Linked DNA regions of Mus musculus: all the other regions are linked to region 1. Evidence: chromatin contacts called from public HiChIP or PLAC-seq and promoter capture Hi-C data. All regions are on one chromosome and are shown on one strand. The core of a region is the stretch at or near the end of the contact, and the rest is flanking DNA. Distances in the headings are between cores, read along the strand shown. Region 1 holds the start of Zbtb43 (zinc finger and BTB domain containing 43). Region 2 holds the start of Ttc16 (tetratricopeptide repeat domain 16). Region 3 holds the start of Niban2 (niban apoptosis regulator 2). Region 4 holds the start of Cdk9 (cyclin-dependent kinase 9 (CDC2-related kinase)).

What was found. Promoter capture Hi-C pulls out the DNA fragments that hold promoters and counts their contacts. HiChIP or PLAC-seq counts read pairs in DNA pulled down with a chosen protein or histone mark.
Region 2: a contact with region 1 is called in a promoter capture Hi-C map of liver, with 2.5 times the contacts expected there. The contact joins the promoter of Ttc16 here to the promoter of Zbtb43 in region 1. A contact is called at or near these places in 6 of 39 promoter capture datasets (cranial neural crest, fetal liver, liver and 2 more), 1 of 484 Hi-C or Micro-C datasets (embryonic stem cells) and 1 of 115 datasets of contacts at active chromatin or transcription factors (embryonic stem cells).
Region 3: a promoter capture Hi-C map of pre-B cells shows a contact between it and region 1, with 3 times the contacts expected there. The contact joins the promoter of Niban2 here to the promoter of Zbtb43 in region 1. A contact is called at or near these places in 1 of 39 promoter capture datasets (pre-B cells) and 2 of 115 datasets of contacts at active chromatin or transcription factors (embryonic stem cells and pancreatic cancer cells).
Region 4: a contact with region 1 is called in an H3K4me3 HiChIP or PLAC-seq map of bone marrow-derived macrophages, with 6 times the contacts expected there. The contact joins the promoter of Cdk9 here to the promoter of Zbtb43 in region 1. A contact is called at or near these places in 1 of 39 promoter capture datasets (pre-B cells) and 1 of 115 datasets of contacts at active chromatin or transcription factors (bone marrow-derived macrophages).

Annotation. Positions count from the first base shown.
Region 1 is chr2:33,466,098-33,469,911 of GRCm38.p6, reverse strand. Zbtb43 (zinc finger and BTB domain containing 43) reads left to right here and starts at 1,380. Exons shown (of 3, transcript NM_001025594.1): 1 at 1,380-1,479.
Region 2 is chr2:32,772,953-32,777,282 of GRCm38.p6, reverse strand. It overlaps Ttc16 (tetratricopeptide repeat domain 16), which reads left to right and starts at 1,650. Exons shown (of 15, transcript NM_177384.3): 1 at 1,650-1,952; 2 at 2,188-2,235; 3 at 2,726-2,892; 4 at 3,211-3,301; 5 at 3,475-3,618. The coding sequence starts at 1,935. It overlaps Ptrh1 (peptidyl-tRNA hydrolase 1 homolog), which reads right to left and starts at 1,462. Exons shown (of 5, transcript NM_178595.3): 1 at 1,388-1,462; 2 at 760-979; 3 at 477-576; 4 at 255-300; 5 at 1-161. The coding sequence starts at 1,453.
Region 3 is chr2:32,874,881-32,878,764 of GRCm38.p6, reverse strand. Niban2 (niban apoptosis regulator 2) reads right to left here and starts at 2,631. Exons shown (of 14, transcript NM_146119.2): 1 at 2,361-2,631. The coding sequence starts at 2,415. It overlaps Gm13523 (a long non-coding RNA gene), which reads left to right. Exons shown (of 3, transcript XR_003954026.1): 2 at 417-518.
Region 4 is chr2:32,710,946-32,714,907 of GRCm38.p6, reverse strand. Cdk9 (cyclin-dependent kinase 9 (CDC2-related kinase)) reads left to right here and starts at 2,124. Exons shown (of 7, transcript NM_130860.3): 1 at 2,124-2,343; 2 at 2,796-2,877. The coding sequence starts at 2,252. It overlaps Mir2861 (microRNA 2861), which reads left to right and starts at 2,020; the gene lies at 2,020-2,101. Mir3960 (microRNA 3960) reads left to right here and starts at 1,936; the gene lies at 1,936-2,008. It overlaps Gm33457 (a long non-coding RNA gene), which reads right to left and starts at 1,598. Exons shown (of 2, transcript XR_001783272.2): 1 at 159-1,598.

The DNA of each region.
Region 1 (3,814 bases), core at 131-2,630:
ACCCCAGCCCCAATTTTTTCTTTTTTATATGCATGTGTATTTGTATGTGTGTTCATGCAGATGTGGTTGTGCTGGTCAAAGGAAAACCCCTAGTGCCAGCCACTCCTTTTAGGCAGGTTCTCTGTTATTCTGAAACTCACTGATCCCTGCCTCCACAGCACTGGCGTTAAAATCCTGCCACCACACCTGCTATTTTTATATGGTTCTGGGAGTGAATTCAGGTCCTTAAGTTGCAATGCTTTGTAAAGGATTTACCAACTGAGCCATTCCCTTAATCCCCACGTTTTTTCCCCTAGCAAGATGTTCCGCACCTGTTCCCAGTTCTGTGCTTCAGTATTTGTTTTCTTTCGTTTTGTTTCCCCGAACTTCTAAAAAAAAATTTTTTTTTTTAATGTGTATGTGTGTTTTGCCTGCACACAAGTCTGGGTACTGTTTGCCTGCCTGGTGTCAGTGGAGGCCGGAAGAGGGAGACAGATAACCTGGAACTGGAGTTAGGGAGGCTGTGTGCCACCAGTTGGGTGCTTGAAATTGAACACAGGTCCCCTGGAAGAGAAATGAGTAGTCTTAACTATTGAGCCATTTTTCCAGCCCTCCCAGAATTTCTTTGAATAATTCTCTCGGGGAGTCCCAACCTCCTCTCTAAATACGGCTGAGTTCCAGAGCCCAACCAAGAAGTAGGCGTGCAAGCTGGGCGGTGGTGGCGCAAGCCTTTAATCCCAGTACTTGGGAGGCAGAGGCAGAGGCAGAGGCAGAGGCAGAGGCAGGCGGATTTCTGAGTTCAAGGCCAGCCTGGTCTACAAAGTGAGCTCCAGGACAGCCAGAGCTATACAGAGAAACCCTGTCTCGAAAAAACCAAAAAAAAAAAAAAAAAGAGAGAGAGAGAGAAAGAAAACAAAACAAAACAAACAAAAAAACAAAAAAGAAGTAGGCGCACACCTGGGAAACTGACCTAAGACACAAATGTGTGTCGGGTCCAGCTTGTGTATCCACCCTACACCAACTATGGGGAACACATCCTTGCAATCCTGATACTCAGCAGGTGCAGGTACGAGTGGATTTAAGTCCAACTTAAAGCCATCTTGAAATGTTATTACTTTTTTTTTTTTTTTTTTTTTTTGGTGGTGGTGGTGGTGGTGGGGTGAGCGTATAAATTGCAAGAGTCAGTCTTCCACTAAGGCTTCCAGAGCTACGAACTCGAAATTATCTCACTCTTCGAGACCATTGCGCAGACGCCAGTACCCTGCGCGTGCTCTCCTGAAGACCCGCCCCGAAAGCACGCCTGGAGCATGCGCACATCCCAGCGTCGACGACACGCCTCCGGAAGCACTGGCAATTTCGAGGGCGGGATCAGAAAGCGTATCCGAGGGACGAGAGGCTCGGGCGGAAGTTGTCCCCGCGGTGGCGGCGGAGAATAAGGCCTTGGTACGGCAACGGGGACGCTCCGGTAGGCTGGAGCTACGGGCGCGGAGCCGTCTGAAGGTACTGCGGGGCGGGGAGGCTGGGCGCTCGCGCGGGAGGTCGCGGTCGGGGTCACGAGTGGCCGCGACACGGGACACTGCTCTCCCTCCGACGGCGGTGATGCGGGACGGCGCGAGTGACTCCGAAGCCCCGGCGCCCCGGCTTAGAGTCCTGCGGCCTCCCGGGCGACCTCTTGGCCAAGGTCACCCCGCGGCAGGTGCACCGCCGCCTGGAGCTCTTGGAGAATCCGCCCCCGGGGCGACCTCCGGGTCGAGCCACCCACGCACGAACCGACGCCGCGAAGGAGAACCTCGCTGCCCTGAGTTTCGCCTCTTTGTCAGACCGTTGTCACCTGTTTTGTCCTCACCTGGCCTCTTGTCAGCTGGAGTTTATACTTTGCATCTTTGGTGGTGACAACCTTTGGACTTTGTCTTTACCTCTGTCTCCTCCCTTGCCTCAGTGTTTTTTGACTCTGCTTCTGCCCCCTCGGGCCGCCCTCTGGTTCAGGGCCCGAAAGTCACACTGACTTCTTGGTCATTTGTCTGTCTGTCTCTCTGTGTGTGTGTGTGTGTGTCTGTCTCTCTCTCTCTCTCTCTCTCTCTCTCTCTCTCTCTCTCTCTGCCAATGTTGTGTTCTTGTTCTCTCCTTCCCAACTGAGTTTGTTTAGGCAGGGCGGGCCTTGCCTGGACCTCTGAGCCATGGAAGGTGACTCATGACCCTGTAAAACTCCCCTGGCCGGGCACCATTACCAGTGGCCCGATCACAGTCTGGTCTCAGTTCTGACAAGTGTCACCAAACCTAATAAAGTGTCAGGAGCTACTGCTTTCACGGTGAAGGCCCATCTCAGGATCTAGGCAGTGGTTTGCGCAGGTCTCCACAACTCTTTGCTCTTTCCAGAAACCCTGGGTGGCCTCCAGGGCTGTTTGGAGCTGCTCTGTTTAACCAGGCCAGCATCTACAGGCTTAGGAAGGACTAGACTTCCATCTGCCTCTGAGACCCTTAACTTAGCACAGTAGCAGAGTTCTAGGAGCAGTTTACTGAAGAACTTAGAAACCTAATAGGAATCCATTCCCTGCTTGTTTCCAAAGTATTGTCTGAGACAGAGACACCATAGGGAGGAACACTGAAACTTTTGGAGTGGAGTGTATCTGGAATAGACAGGAGATGAAACATATTTTATCAAGTGCCTGAGTCAAGTAGGCTGCCTCAGTGGATACAGAGTTTTAAGAGATGGAAAGAACGTTCTAGAAATGGTTTGTGCACAACAGTGTGAATGCTACATAACTAACTCTGGTTTGCAACATTTAGTTGAATCCTTTGTAGCAATGCAAGCCAAGCCCTTCCCAGCAGCAGGTTCAGCTGATGTGGAGTTCCTTTCAATCTTGTAGCAGCAGTTTTCCCCTCCCTCCCGGCCCCTCTGGAGTCAGTGCAGAGATCTACTGAGGGGCAGCTTGAGAAACACATTACCTTTGACATGCCAAGAGCTTGTAAAACTGGAAAGATACTCCTTATTAGAGTAGAAAGTGTTCTGGTCTTTTTTCACAGGCTAGGCCTTTTTAGTTTTCTTGGATTTTTTTTTTTTTTTTTGGCTTTGTTTGTTTGTTTCTGTTTTATAAAACTTACCTGCCTTAAGGTCATTTCCCCAGCATTTGGTTTTTTTGTTTGGTTTAGTTTGGTTTGGTTTGGTTTTTTGAGACAAGATCTCTCTATACAGACAGGATGGCCTCAAACTCTGAGATACTCTTGCCTCTACCACCTGAATGCTGGAATTAGAGACTTTTGCCCACATGCCTGGCTTCAAGCTTTGTAATATGCCTAACAGTTGACTTATTGTTGTGTTTCATTGACTCTTGATGCCATCAAGTGTTTTCTGTTCACCAAGAAAAGAAACAGTGCCTGGAGCAGAATTCATTCCCAGCACTGTGTTTCTTTATCCTAATTAAAAACACTTTGACTTAGAGGTTTAAAGAATAAAATCAGTGCACATTCAATTGGTCTTAAAATCAGAAAAACATAAACAAAGACCCATCAGTTAAAGTGCCCAGGAAAGGGATGGCTCTCCGAGACAATCCGAGCCCTGCTCTTTGAATACTGTCTGCTTCAGAGTTGTAGCAGGTCCCTTATTGGTGGAGAGGAGAGGAGGAGAACTGTGGCAGACGGTCCCTTAGTGGTGTGAGGAGAGGAGGAGAACTATAGCAGACGACGGTCCCTTAGTTGCATCTCTAGTTGTTCCAAGTGGAGTCATCCTTTGTGTCATCAGAAACATTCATCGTGCCAGGAGTGCTTCAGTCATGACCTCAGTAGCCACAGCTGTTAAAACTGCAACATACATCCTGTCTAGTGTAGCCCATGGTAC
Region 2 (4,330 bases), core at 401-2,900, 690 kb after region 1:
TGGCTTCGAGCACGGATGTGGTCCAGGAGCAGGTCAGTGGCCTGATCCATCAATGGGGACAGTAGCTCCTGCTCCTCCGGGGAGAAACAGCCCAGGACATGGTTCTCCACCATATTAGGGTGTGTGGGGCGCCCGATGCCCACCAGCAGCCTTGGCATTGCCTGTAGGGTCCCAGGGGAATGAGGATGCATTGGTGAGATACAATGTCAATGCTAGCCACCCCCACCCAGGGCAGGGCAGAAGGGTAGACTCACATTGGAGTTCAGACAGCTAATGCAGGAACGGACTCCATTATGGCCCCTTGAGGGGATATGAAGAGCAGTTAGTACTTTCTGAGGCAGTGCCCTTCCTCCATTCCCTTGCCCAGGCCTTCTTCAGAGCAGCCCAGCCTATCGAGATAGATAGTCTCAACAATCTTACTCCACTCCAACAGAGGCCAGCATCCCTACCCAAACCTACGCACATAAGAGCCTCACCTTGCGCTGCCCCCCAGCTTCAGAGCCAGCTTTCCCAACGGCTTGTCCAGTTCATCATGGACCAGATAGATCTCCTCCGCAGTCAGCCCAAACAGCTCCGCTTGGCACAGGGAAACAACACTCTAGTTACTGCATATCTGCTCAGAGGGGTCACAACAACCCCCATATGTAAACAGGCTTCCCCAAGCCTTCACTGTAGTAATTGGGGCTCACCAGGCACTTGTCACAATTGAACCCTCTCTCTGGTCCCTGTGCCCTCTTATCCATGAAACCTACAACTCACCAGCTCGGGCTACGCTGCGCCCGTTGACGTTCATGAGGCGCCGCGGCCGGAGCAGTACCAGCTGAGCATCCCCGAGCGGGGCCAGGGCGAGGTCAGCAGCACAGCGCGAGTCACGAGTCCAATTCTCCGCCACTCCCAGTCGCCTTGCTATTTGCCCCAGCACCGCCATGCCCACACTGTGCCGGGTGCCGGGCATTCCGTGGTTCCCCAGGCCAGCCACCTGTAGGCAACACTCACTCAGGACCCAAAACATTGACCAGGAAACAGAAGCGACAGTATTGGGAAGGAGCACTTAAGGGTCTGGGAACTCCTGGAGGCCCCACCAGCCAGAGGATGCCGCTCCCTGGTGCAAGAGCAAAACTAAAAGTTTGGAGCCAGTTAGTATTGCGCCTATTTGACTAAGTAGAAAAAGGGACAACTATCCCGAAAAGATGGTTCCGAAGGTAAGGTTGCTGCTAACCCTGACAACCTGGGTTCGATCCCCAGAACCCACATGGTGGAAAGAACCCTCTCCTAAGTTGCCCTCTGACAGCCACAGGGCACATGCATACAACGCATACACTTAAATGTAAGCGTAGCTGCGGAGCCAAGCCCCGCGTCCCTGTGTAGCCACCCACGCCCCACTCACCAGCCACCGCTTCCCGGGGAACCGAGCCTCGGAAACCTGCCGGCTCAAGGCCCAACTCCGCCGCATCCCTGGACTAAAAAGACCGGACTTCAACGTGCCGACTCCCATTCACAGCCAGGACCCCGCCCCTTGACGTCAGGCATCCCTAAGCCAATAGCATCACGACATGTCCAGCGACGCCCAATCCAGGCTGGGTTTGGCGTCCGCCATGTCTCTGCGGGGCGGAAGTGGGTGGATCGCGGGCCCGGGCGAGTGTCTGGGTGCATTCCTCCGCGACGCGTCACCCTGTATGGCTCAGCCTTTGCTCGGCCTTTGCTCGAGGGCTGGTACCTCGTTAAGTTTCTACCCTGGCCCGCGTCGGCGTGCACTGCCCATAGGTTCTTTCCTTGACTTAGGCCTTGGCTTGCCTTGCTGAGTTTCTAGTGACTCTCGGAGGCGGGGCCAAGTGGGCGGGGCCTATGGACATCGTGGACCTGGTGCCTAGCAACAACGGAGCTAGGGAACCTCAGAGTATGCTTAGCCCAGAAGTTAGCCTAGAAACCTGGCCATGACAGACAGAAGCAAGGTGAGGGCTGAGAAGGGGAAAGCTGAGGCAGAGGTCGGGGCCGCAAGAAGGGCTTGAGGAAGAGCCAGTCAAGCCCTTCAGGGGAACTGGGAGAGGTCAGAGGTCATCATTTGTAGTGTGGTAGGGGAGAAGGGTGACTGGCCTCCCAGTCCTAAGGGAGAGAGAGGGCAGAGAGATTTTTTGGGGGGGTTGTTGTTGTTTTAACGTTTTGGGGTTTTGTTTGTTTGTTTTATAGACTCAGAGAACTCCATCTGCCTCTAGCTCTAGAACGGGGTTATTAAAGGTATGCACTACCGTGCCCAGCCCAAGTGGAGAGATTTTGAGGAGTGAAACACAGAACTTGAGGACTGATGAGACATAGGTTCCCCGATTCTGGTGACTATGGGAAGGGTGATCACACAGAGGTGAGAAGCCCTGGGAAGAAGTCAGGTGAAGTGCTTGCTCAATGTGACCTGACGAGTGTGAGAATCCCAGGGCGGGAGTCACAAGGAACCTTGTGCAGCAGGGTCTGAAAACGATGAGCAGCTAGAGCACAAGGTGAGAGCAGACAAAGCCCAAGAGGAGAGCAGAGGGTGCAGTGGTTCCTTGACCTTGACCACAGGACAGGGAGAGAGGCAGGGCTAGAGAAATGTTGGAGCCCTGGGGGACTGTTGAACCCCAGACTAGGTGTGCCTTCTACCAGGAGGCCTCTTCACACCTCTTCCAGTAGGCAAAGCTCCTGGGGGAAGTGTTCCTGAGGCCTTCTGAGCTTACTGCCCCTGGCTTGGTTCCAGGAGCCTCACAGTGCCCGTTCCCAGAAAACTCCAAAGCTAAAGGTTCCTGAAGCCCCAGAGAAGATCCTGCGACGCATCTTTGGGACCAGTCATGTGTTCTATGTTATGACAGATCCTACAAAACGAAGGATGATAGGATCAACAGTGCCTGCCAAAGTCAGAGAGTAGTGAGTGACTTCTTTGTCTCCAACTCCAGGTTCCTACTCTACAAAACCATTATTAATACTGGGTTCAGCTGCAAGCTGGCTGCTATCCCTCTCTGGGTCTCAGTGAACAGCGAGGGTAGAGGGATAAGGGGCTGATGCCCTGGAAGAGCTCCAGGAAGGTCAGCCTGGCCTCTGTGGAGCTCTGATGGCTTTTGCAGCCTCTTTACCTCAGCCCTCCCTCCTGCATACCCCATTCTAGCCCTGAGAAGGTCCTGGGCTGGTCCCAGATCAATACCAGATCCACTGCCTGTCCTGTCCTGTCCTGTCCTGTCCTCACAGCTATAACCAAGGCCATCAGTGCCTCCTACAAGAGGACTGGGAGATGTCTGTGCTGTTCTTCTCCCGTGCCCTCCACCTGGACCCCAAACTGGTAAGAGGAGAGTCAGAGTGGTCCCCAGGGAGCAACTGGCTGGGCATAAGTCCCCCACCCCCTGTCACTGTCAAACCTGCTTAGCCCTTCCTCCCAGGACCATCAGATTCTGGAACCACCTGGAAGGGAAGAAGTTGGAGAGGAAATAACAGCCAGGGTCTCTTTGCCTTTAGGTAGACTTCTATGTATTCCGTGCTGAGGCCTTCATCCAACTCTGTGACTTCTCCTCTGCCCTCCAGAACCTCCGCAGGGCCTACTCCTATGACCCAGGGAATAACAAGTACCTGAACCGGCTGGCCTTTGTGCTCTACCTACAGGTGCCTCAGCTGCCCCACCCGCAGGGGACTTCTCACCTTATCCCCAGCTACTGGCTTGCCCTTCACCTACAGGGAGCCTTCCTGGGATAGGATCTGAGTTCTTGGGGACTCCCGGTCTGTGCACCTGTTTACACCAGCTGCCCCCATCGCTGATTTATTAATTTAGCTGGAGGTGTCTAGAACTTCTGCAGTAAGGCTCTGACCTACCCACACTATCCAATAGGGTCACCACTGGCCACATGGAAATGTTGAGTCCTTACAGTGTGGCAAGTATGACTGAACTAAATTTTAAATTCGATTTGGGTGGGTTGGGTCCGTAAGGGGTGTGACTCAGTGGTAGGATGGCAGCTTGGCACACAGAGGGCTCTGAGTGCTGTCCCTAGTACTAAGTGGAATTTTAACTGCTTAACATTTATTTTGACATTGACTTGAGCATGTGTGCTTGTGTGTATGTGTGCATCTGTGTGCCTAGGGAGGTCAGAAGTCAGATGTCTCCTTGTACTATGTGGGTGGGCCCTGGGCATCGGCAGGCCTGATGATGAAGTGCCTGTACCCACTGAGTCATCTCAGTACCGTCAGTGTCTTTTGAAAGTTCTTTTGAAAGTCAGATATTGGCTAGAAGTTGAGTTGAGTGCAACAGTGGTAGACCATTTGCCTAGGAAAGGGTCTGAGTCCAAGCACCAGTGCCACAAAACACCAAGCCCCTCAGTTC
Region 3 (3,884 bases), core at 1,382-3,881, 590 kb after region 1:
TGCTTGCCAGAGGCTTTGAAATCTCAGGATGAAAGATGCCGGGGCAGCAAACCTGCACCCTGGGTAAGAGCACGCCTGACCTTTGCCAGGACTTGCAGGCTGGTATTCACCTGCTCACCTGCTAAGGGAGGGTGGAAGGTGGCCAGCCAAGCCTTAGCACCCTAACAGGCCTGGGAGCTTAGGGCCCTGTGGGAGGGGTGTTCTCACAGCTGACACTTCCACAGGGAGGGAGGGCTCTGGAATCTTAATCATGTACCTGCTGGGTGGGGTGAGGGGACTGAATGGGTGGCTGGAGGTGGCAAAGTCACAACCCCATTTCCCTCCAACAAATTCTTAAGGAAATTAGTTCGTTCTCTCTCTCTCTCTCTCTCTTTCTCTCTCTCTCTCTCTCTCTCTGTTGGACTACCTTCTTGTAGCACCCACCCTTACACTCAGGAGCCTCCCTGGCGAGCCTGCCCTGGGATCTAGGGCATCTGAAGAGGGATTATTAATAGCACTTTCAAGTGTTTGGAGGAAAGGTAAGCAGGTTGAGTGGGCACAACCCTATTCTCCCCAGCCTGTATCCACAAAACAAACTCAGCCCTCTCCGGAAGGGGCCACTCCACCGTCCCCTGGCTTCGGTCCCCTGGCTTCGGCTCCACTCAGGGAGTTGGCCAGGAGGTCAGGGGTGGGTTCTCAGCCTAAGACTTGGGAAGGTGGGAGATCTGGGTGTGGGGAAAAGAAAAAAAAAAAAAAAAAACCACTGAAGTAGGGCACACCCCACCCATGCTTGCTGAGAGCCTGAGAGGAGGCTCTGAATGGAGAGACTGTTACAGAACCCCAGGAGGTTGCCACCAACAGGGAAGGGACAGGAAGACTCCGCCCTGCCCTTCCTGAGCCCAGGCCTTGTCCTACAAGGAGGCCTTCCAGGACTTAACCCCTAGCTGTTCAGAGGTGAGAAATGGTCTATATCACCCATCCTGTCCCCAACTCCAGGCCTGGCCAAGTGACTGGATAGTCCTTCTTTGGCACCTTCTTTGTGCCCGGCCACAGTGAAGCCCTGGAAGTGGGGACACCTGCCTTATTCTAGGGTCCCTGCTATCAAGGGGAAATATAGCCAAGCACCCAACAGGACATCAAGATAATGTAGGGACACCACACTCAATGAACAGGGAGACAAATGAAACCAAAGGAACTGTCTCCTCTTCCTGTGCTCTGATAAACCCAGCTGGTTGGCACGCCAGGTCTCAGGGCCTCCTGTACTAAGCAAAGCTCACTAAGCTCTCAGCAGCCATCCCAAGAAGTCAACACCCGCCCCTTAGGAAGGCAACACCGAAGCTCTTGGACATTGTGACTGGCTCAAGCAGGGCAGTGGTGCCCCAGGCCTTTAATCCCAGCACTTGGAAGGCAGAGGCAAGTGGCTCTCTACGAATTCGAAGCCAGCCAGGTCTACAGCCACAACTACATGGTGAGACCCTGGCTGGGAAAACCAAAACAAAAGAGACTGGCTCAGGATCACACACTTGGGAGAGAAGCTGAAATTACATTCAGGACCGCCAGGCCTGACTTGCCTGTGGTCAGCCAAGCTTTGTTTTGGGATAGCCTGAGATTCTCACCCCATCTCCCACTCCCTACAATGAGCCCAGGATCCTGCACTCCACAGACTTGGGAGCAACTCCCTCTAGAGAAGTGTCCACCGCGCAGTGACAGGCTGAGAGCAAGGCTGGCAGAAGGAAGGTACTGAGAGGTACTGAGAGACTGAACTCTGGCTCTGAGAGAACCAGCTCTGGCCATAAACAGACCCCCTAGGCTGTAGTGCCAGCACTCTGCTGAGGTAAAGCCCAAAGACAGGGACCCGCCCCTTCAAGGGCACCCCATCTCTCCTTAGCCCCACTCTCCACATTCGGTCCCCGGCTCTCTAAGGGCCCATCCCCCTGTAAGCTTCAGCCACGTGTACCCGGACTGAGGCCAGGGCGAGGAGGAACAAGGCAGCTGAGGGGGGAGTCTGGAAGGTCTGACTCTGTGGGGCAGAGTCCAGAGTAGAGGTTAGGCTTGGAACGTTGTTGGGAAAGATGGGGGGCGCGACCCCTCCGCCACGCCTGTAAGTGCATGGTTCTGGCCAGGCTGGGCTCCAAGGGGAGCAGTGGGATCCAGTAGAGAAATGGGATCCCAGGCTCCTCAAAGGGTGAAAGGAGCATACAGAAGGGCCTGGAAGGGCCGTCCAGACCGAGAGAGAACAAGTTCGGAGGAAGAGTAAGGGTCTGGCCGGCTCTCGTCCCGACCTGGGCCTTGACTCTCGAGTACCGCTCCCCATGAGATCGGAGGCGTGGCCCGGGGTGCCCGGGGAGCCCCAGGCCGGCCGGGCGCTGAGCGGTGCTCACCTGCGATGTGCTGGCGCCGTGCGTCATCCAGGTGTGTGGACAGTACGTCTCCCATGGCGAGGAGAAGACGCGGCCGGATCCGCCCGCCGCTACTCAGACTGACGCCGCTGGCGCCATGGAGTCCGCAGGCCCCGCTGCCGCCGTCGCCCCGCAGCCCCGCTGCCGCCTCGGCTGCTCTCTCTGCGCTCCCACCGAGATCCCCACCGCGTCCCTCCCTCCGGCCGCTGCTGCCTCTCTAGCCCGCGCCCAAGCCCCGGCGCCCGCCCCGCCCCGCCCCGCCAGGCCAGGCCAGGCCACGCCCCTGTCGGAGCCACGCCCTCCTCTCCAGTCCAAGGCGGGAGGGGACCTCCAGACAGCGAGGAGACTTAGACAAAGAGAAGATCCCCAGAAAGGAGACCCGGGACGGACCTGCTTGGTGTGCTTCAAATTCAGATAGCAGCGAAGAAAAGGCTGATGGGGGTATCGCAGAAAACGGAGAGCCCTTGGGGCTGTAGCCTAAGCGTCTCCTCTCCCCTCCTCAAGCCGAGGACAATGTAGGGACTACAAGGGGACGCCGGGACGGACGTGTGGGAATTCAGCATTCCTCCTGCCCCCTTCCCCCAGTCTCGCCCACAGCTGCTTGCACTGGGGAAGTCCCCTAGCCTTGATCGGACCTGTCCTAGAAGGTGTGCCAACCCGTCTTGCACAATAGATAGGGGTAGACGGGGAGGGAAAATGGACAAGTATGGGGTGGAAGACTGAGGGACAAGGGAGGGGAAGAGATGGGGCGGGGGGTGCGGGGGGACATGGTTAGAGCTCAAAGATATCATCAAGAGGTCATTCCTCAGGCCCGGCTCGTGGGCGTTTCATTCGAAGGAGGCTTGCTGAACAGAGCAAAGCAGGAAGGCTATTTTTGCACTTTGTTAGACTGTCTGAAATGAAAAGCCGGGACCTCGGACTCTGGGTACTTGTACAGTAGGGCTGGGCATGGGTAGGTAACTAACAGAAGGTGTTTCGGTTTCTGGACCTCCCAAGCCGGTAGAGGAGACTAATTTGATGACTTGGTCTGCACTGCCTGTGTGACCAGGGCTGGCTGTGTTGCTGCTCCCTCACACCTCTTGGCTCACCACTATAATGCGCTCCACCAGTTATTAGCTGCTCTCCCTGTAACCCTGACACCTGGCAGCAGGATTGTAACAGTTACCTATAACTAGGCACCTGTCTTGTAGGCCTGTCACCACCACACCAGGTGATGCAGACTCTCTGTCATGCTTTCCATCAGCAGTCAGCCACTGTGGTGAACACTCATTTGCTAAGCCTCCTGCAAGATGCTGTGCTTAAGTGTAGGGGTGCATGCAGTAGGGAGGACAGATCTGAGGCTGTGGGGCTGGCGAGACGGCTTAGCTTAGCGGTAAGAGCTCTTACTACTCTTGCAAGAGCACTCCGGTCCTTTCCTGGCACCCACATCAGGCAGTTCACAAATGCCTATAACTACATTTCCCGGGTATCTGACTACTACTTCTGCCTCTACAAGCTACTATACTC
Region 4 (3,962 bases), core at 875-3,374, 760 kb after region 1:
CACCTCCTCACCCCCCCCCCACTACTCCTCACACACACCCCCGGGGGCAGTGAGTGCCAGGTGAGATCACTCCCAAGTTTTGTCACGCTTTCATGCTGAGCCCAGATTGGGAGGGGCCTTGACATAGGAGGACTGTTGGGAGTTTATGCCAAACTTACCTGGTTCAAAGCTAGTGTGGCCACTGACTGGCAGTGTGACCATGGCCCAGTCATCTCACCTCTGAGTGTCAGGGTCGTTATGTACAGTGGAGGGAAGAGCAGTGCTCCGTGAATAACTGATAATAGAAATAACTCCTGTGCAGGGCTAAAGGGAGGACTTAGCCACATCCTGTCATCATAATTAATGCACGTACTCTCTCCTTACCCCTGGTGGCATCCCCCCACCACCACTTCTTGTTTCAGGTAAGCAGTGTATCCAGGAAGGTAGGCTCTGGGTCATATGGCTTGATCTCCTTTAAAGCCCTGGCTCTATGGAGGGTCTTGAAAAATCTTGCTGCCAGGACCCTTCTCATAGTAGGTACTCTGGGGCTCCAGGGTCCCCGAAACCAGTCCTCCTTCCAAGAATCTTCAAGCCCAGACAATGTGGGATAAACCTGGAAAGCACTGCTGGACACAGTGATACGGTGAGTTGGGAGGGATGCCTGGAGTTCAAAGGTCAGCCTAGACTACTGTGTGAGCACCAGACCAGCCACGACTTGTCTCCATCAAACAAGAGGGGGAAGCAAACGGGAAGCCTGCAGCTGACCCTGGAGAGTGGGGTGGCAACTCTGAAGACAGGAGGGATTGGGAAACTGAAACAGAAGGGAGCTTGTAGGACCACAGACCAGGAGGTAAACGCTGGAAAAATCGGCCATGATCAGCTCAGAATTTCAAGACAGTAGAGGAAGACAGAACAGACTTCAGACTCTCCTCTCTGTCTCTCTGTGTTATTGTTGTTTTTCCTGGCTGTCCTGGAACTGGCTCTGTAGACCAGGCTGGCCTGGAACTCAGAAATCCATCTGCCTCTGCCAAGTGCTGGGATTAAAGGCGTGCGCCATCAAGGCCCGGCTCACGCCCATTTCAAAAGCATCAGGAGTGCCGGCTCAATGTTAACAGTTTTGGGGATGATTGACTCTGGACAGACCAGCTTTGGCGCGGCTCTGTGAAGGAAGGTTGTAGTAGATCCATCCTGACAACACAAGATCCAAGGGTTTAGGCCTGAGCGTTGATCGCTCACCGCCCACAGTGTCGCCGCGCCCCCTGGCGGCCGTCAGTTGCCATGTCAACGGCGGGTGGCTGAGACGACGGAGGCGGCAGCGGGGGCAGTTCTCTCTTCCCCTGGCCTCAAGGCCGCTCCCACGGCACCTCCTGCCTTCGCCTCACCGGGAGCACACTCCCGGTCCTGGAAGAAGGGCCATTCTGTAGCAGCTGGCATTCGGGGGATAAACTGAGGCACGCAGGAGGGAGCCGCAGGCAGGTGTCTAGTGCGGAGCCCCACCTCCAAAGGCAGAGGAGGGGCTGCGAGCAGTGACGCGCCGAGGGCGGACGCTGGACTGGGAGCGGGAGGGCGGGAGGCGGCGGCGGCAGGTGCGGCTGCGAAGGGTGGGAGGAGGAGGGAGGGGGTGGGCGGAGGGGGAGGGGAGGCCAGGACGGGCACCTCCCCCTTTATAACGCGCCCCCTCCCGGGCTTTCGGGCCGCCTCCTCGTCTGCTCTGCCTATCTCGCCCCCTTGCCCTGCCGCCCCGGGCCGGGCTTGGCCAGGGAGCCTCCGCCCCCAGGCCTTCCCCCCACCACCACCCGCCGCCCCGCGCAGCCCGGCGGAGGCGGCGCCGTCGGAGGAGGAGGAGCAGGGCACTGCGGCTGGCCCCGGATCGGGAGCCAGAGCGGCAGCAGCTTCGGCAGCAGCACGGCCCGGGCCAATGCAGCGGGACGCACCGCCGCGAGCCCCAGCCCCAGCGCCACGGCTTCCTGCGCCCCCGATCGGGGCCGCCAACAGCGCTGGCGGCGGCGGCGGAGGCGGGGGCAGTGGCGGCGGCGGAGGCTCCTCTGCAGCTCCGGCTCCCCCTGGCCTCCCGGGAACTACAAGTCCCAGGGGGCCTGGCGGCGGGCGGAGACCGGAAGAGGCGGGCTCGGCACCTCGAGGCCGGAAGTGGCCGTGGAGGCGGAAGTGGCGCGGCCGCGGAGGGGCCTGGAGTGTGGCGGGACCGGGAGCGGCGGGAGCTGCGGCTGGGGGCGGCGGCGGCGGCGGCGGCGGAGGCGCGCTGGAGGTGGCCATGGCCAAGCAGTACGACTCGGTGGAATGCCCGTTCTGCGATGAGGTCACCAAGTACGAGAAACTTGCCAAGATCGGCCAAGGCACATTCGGGTAAGATTAGGCCGCGTGGGACCGCGAGCCCGGGACCTGCACTTTCCAGGGCCGACGTCGGGTCGCCCAGAGCCCGGGCCGAGGTGGTCCGGAAGCTTCTGTTTTCGTGGCTGTTGCCCGGTCTTGCTCGGCCGCGGCGCAGACGTTCCCGGCCCAACCGAGCCGACTGGCGGGGAGGAGCCTGGGGCCCGTGATGGGGGTTGGGTAGGGTTGCTGAGAGCCACTCCGAATGTGAGCGGCCACCTCTAGGGGAGGAGTAGGGGCTGAGTAGGAGTAAGCAGAGGCCGGGAGGAGGACGGAAGACACGCGGTGTGGAATGACCGCGTCCCGGATCCGAGGCCGCACCCCGCCCGCCGTGGGTCTGGGCTCCTGCTGCTCCCCTTCGCGCGGGGGAGGGGCACTCCCTGCGGAAATGCCTTATGGGTCCCTTGGGTCTTTCTCTGTGCCTGCAGGGAAGTCTTTAAAGCCAAGCACCGTCAGACGGGCCAGAAGGTGGCTCTGAAGAAAGTGTTGATGGAGAATGAGAAGGAGGGGGTGAGTATATGGACCACTGGGCCGACCTTCTTCTAACCTGGCTGGGTTTCCACACCGCTACTTCAAAGGGTTTTGTGCTGAGATTCGACCTAGTGTTTTTCGGTTTTCCATGGAACAAGGAATTTGGCTTTCCATTTACACTGTTGAGCTTTAGTGGCAGAGTTCTGTGGGAGCCACGGGAGGGAGCCTGTGCTTTTCCCATGGAGTGCAGGTTGACTCTAGAAAACTTTCAGCTTAGCTTGGCGTTGAATTTTGTTTTGTATGAAGAGACCATTTGTGCACAAGCCGTTTAAAAGGCCGCTGAGCTTAAGGTGATGTTCTGAAAGGTGTTGTTTCCATCAGCCTCAGCAGCATTGCCTTTGTAAGGAAAATGCTGTTTGTCTTACTTTGCGTCTATAGGGTCTTCTGTTTTCTGGCATGTCTGTGTACAGCACTATTCTCCAGTACCTGGGTACCTGAGGAAGCCAGAAAGGTGTGCCAGGTTGCCTTGGATCATTTGGGACAAAAGATCCACTGTGTGGGTGCTGGGAATTGAACCTGGGTCCTGGGGGAGGATAGCCAGTGCTGTGGTGTGTGTGTTTCCCTGAAACAGGGACTCTATGTTTTGTTTGACACAAAATCTCTCTGTAGCCCCAACTGTCCTGGAACTCACTGTTTGGTCCAGGCTGTTCTCAGACTCACAGAGGATCAACTGCCTGTGTTTCCTGACTGCTGGAAATAAAGGGCTGGACTGCCACACGTGACCATAGCCAGTTTCCTTAACCATTCAACTATCTCCATTCCCAGGAAATTTCTTGATCTTTTTGGTTTTTTTGAGACAGGGTTTCTCTGTGTAGCCCTGGCTGACCTGGAACTCACTTTGTAGACTAGGCTGGCCTTGAACTCAGAAATCCACCTGCCTCTGCCTCCCAAGTGCTGGGATTAAAGGCGTGCGCCACCACTGCCCCACAAATTTCTTGATCTTAACTCACAAGTGTTAGTGACAAAATGTTTATCCTTATTTGGGTTGTCTAAAATAAATTCCCAGTCTGGAGTAAAGGGTTGTGATTATAATCCCAGCACTTATGAGACTGGGGAAAAAAGAT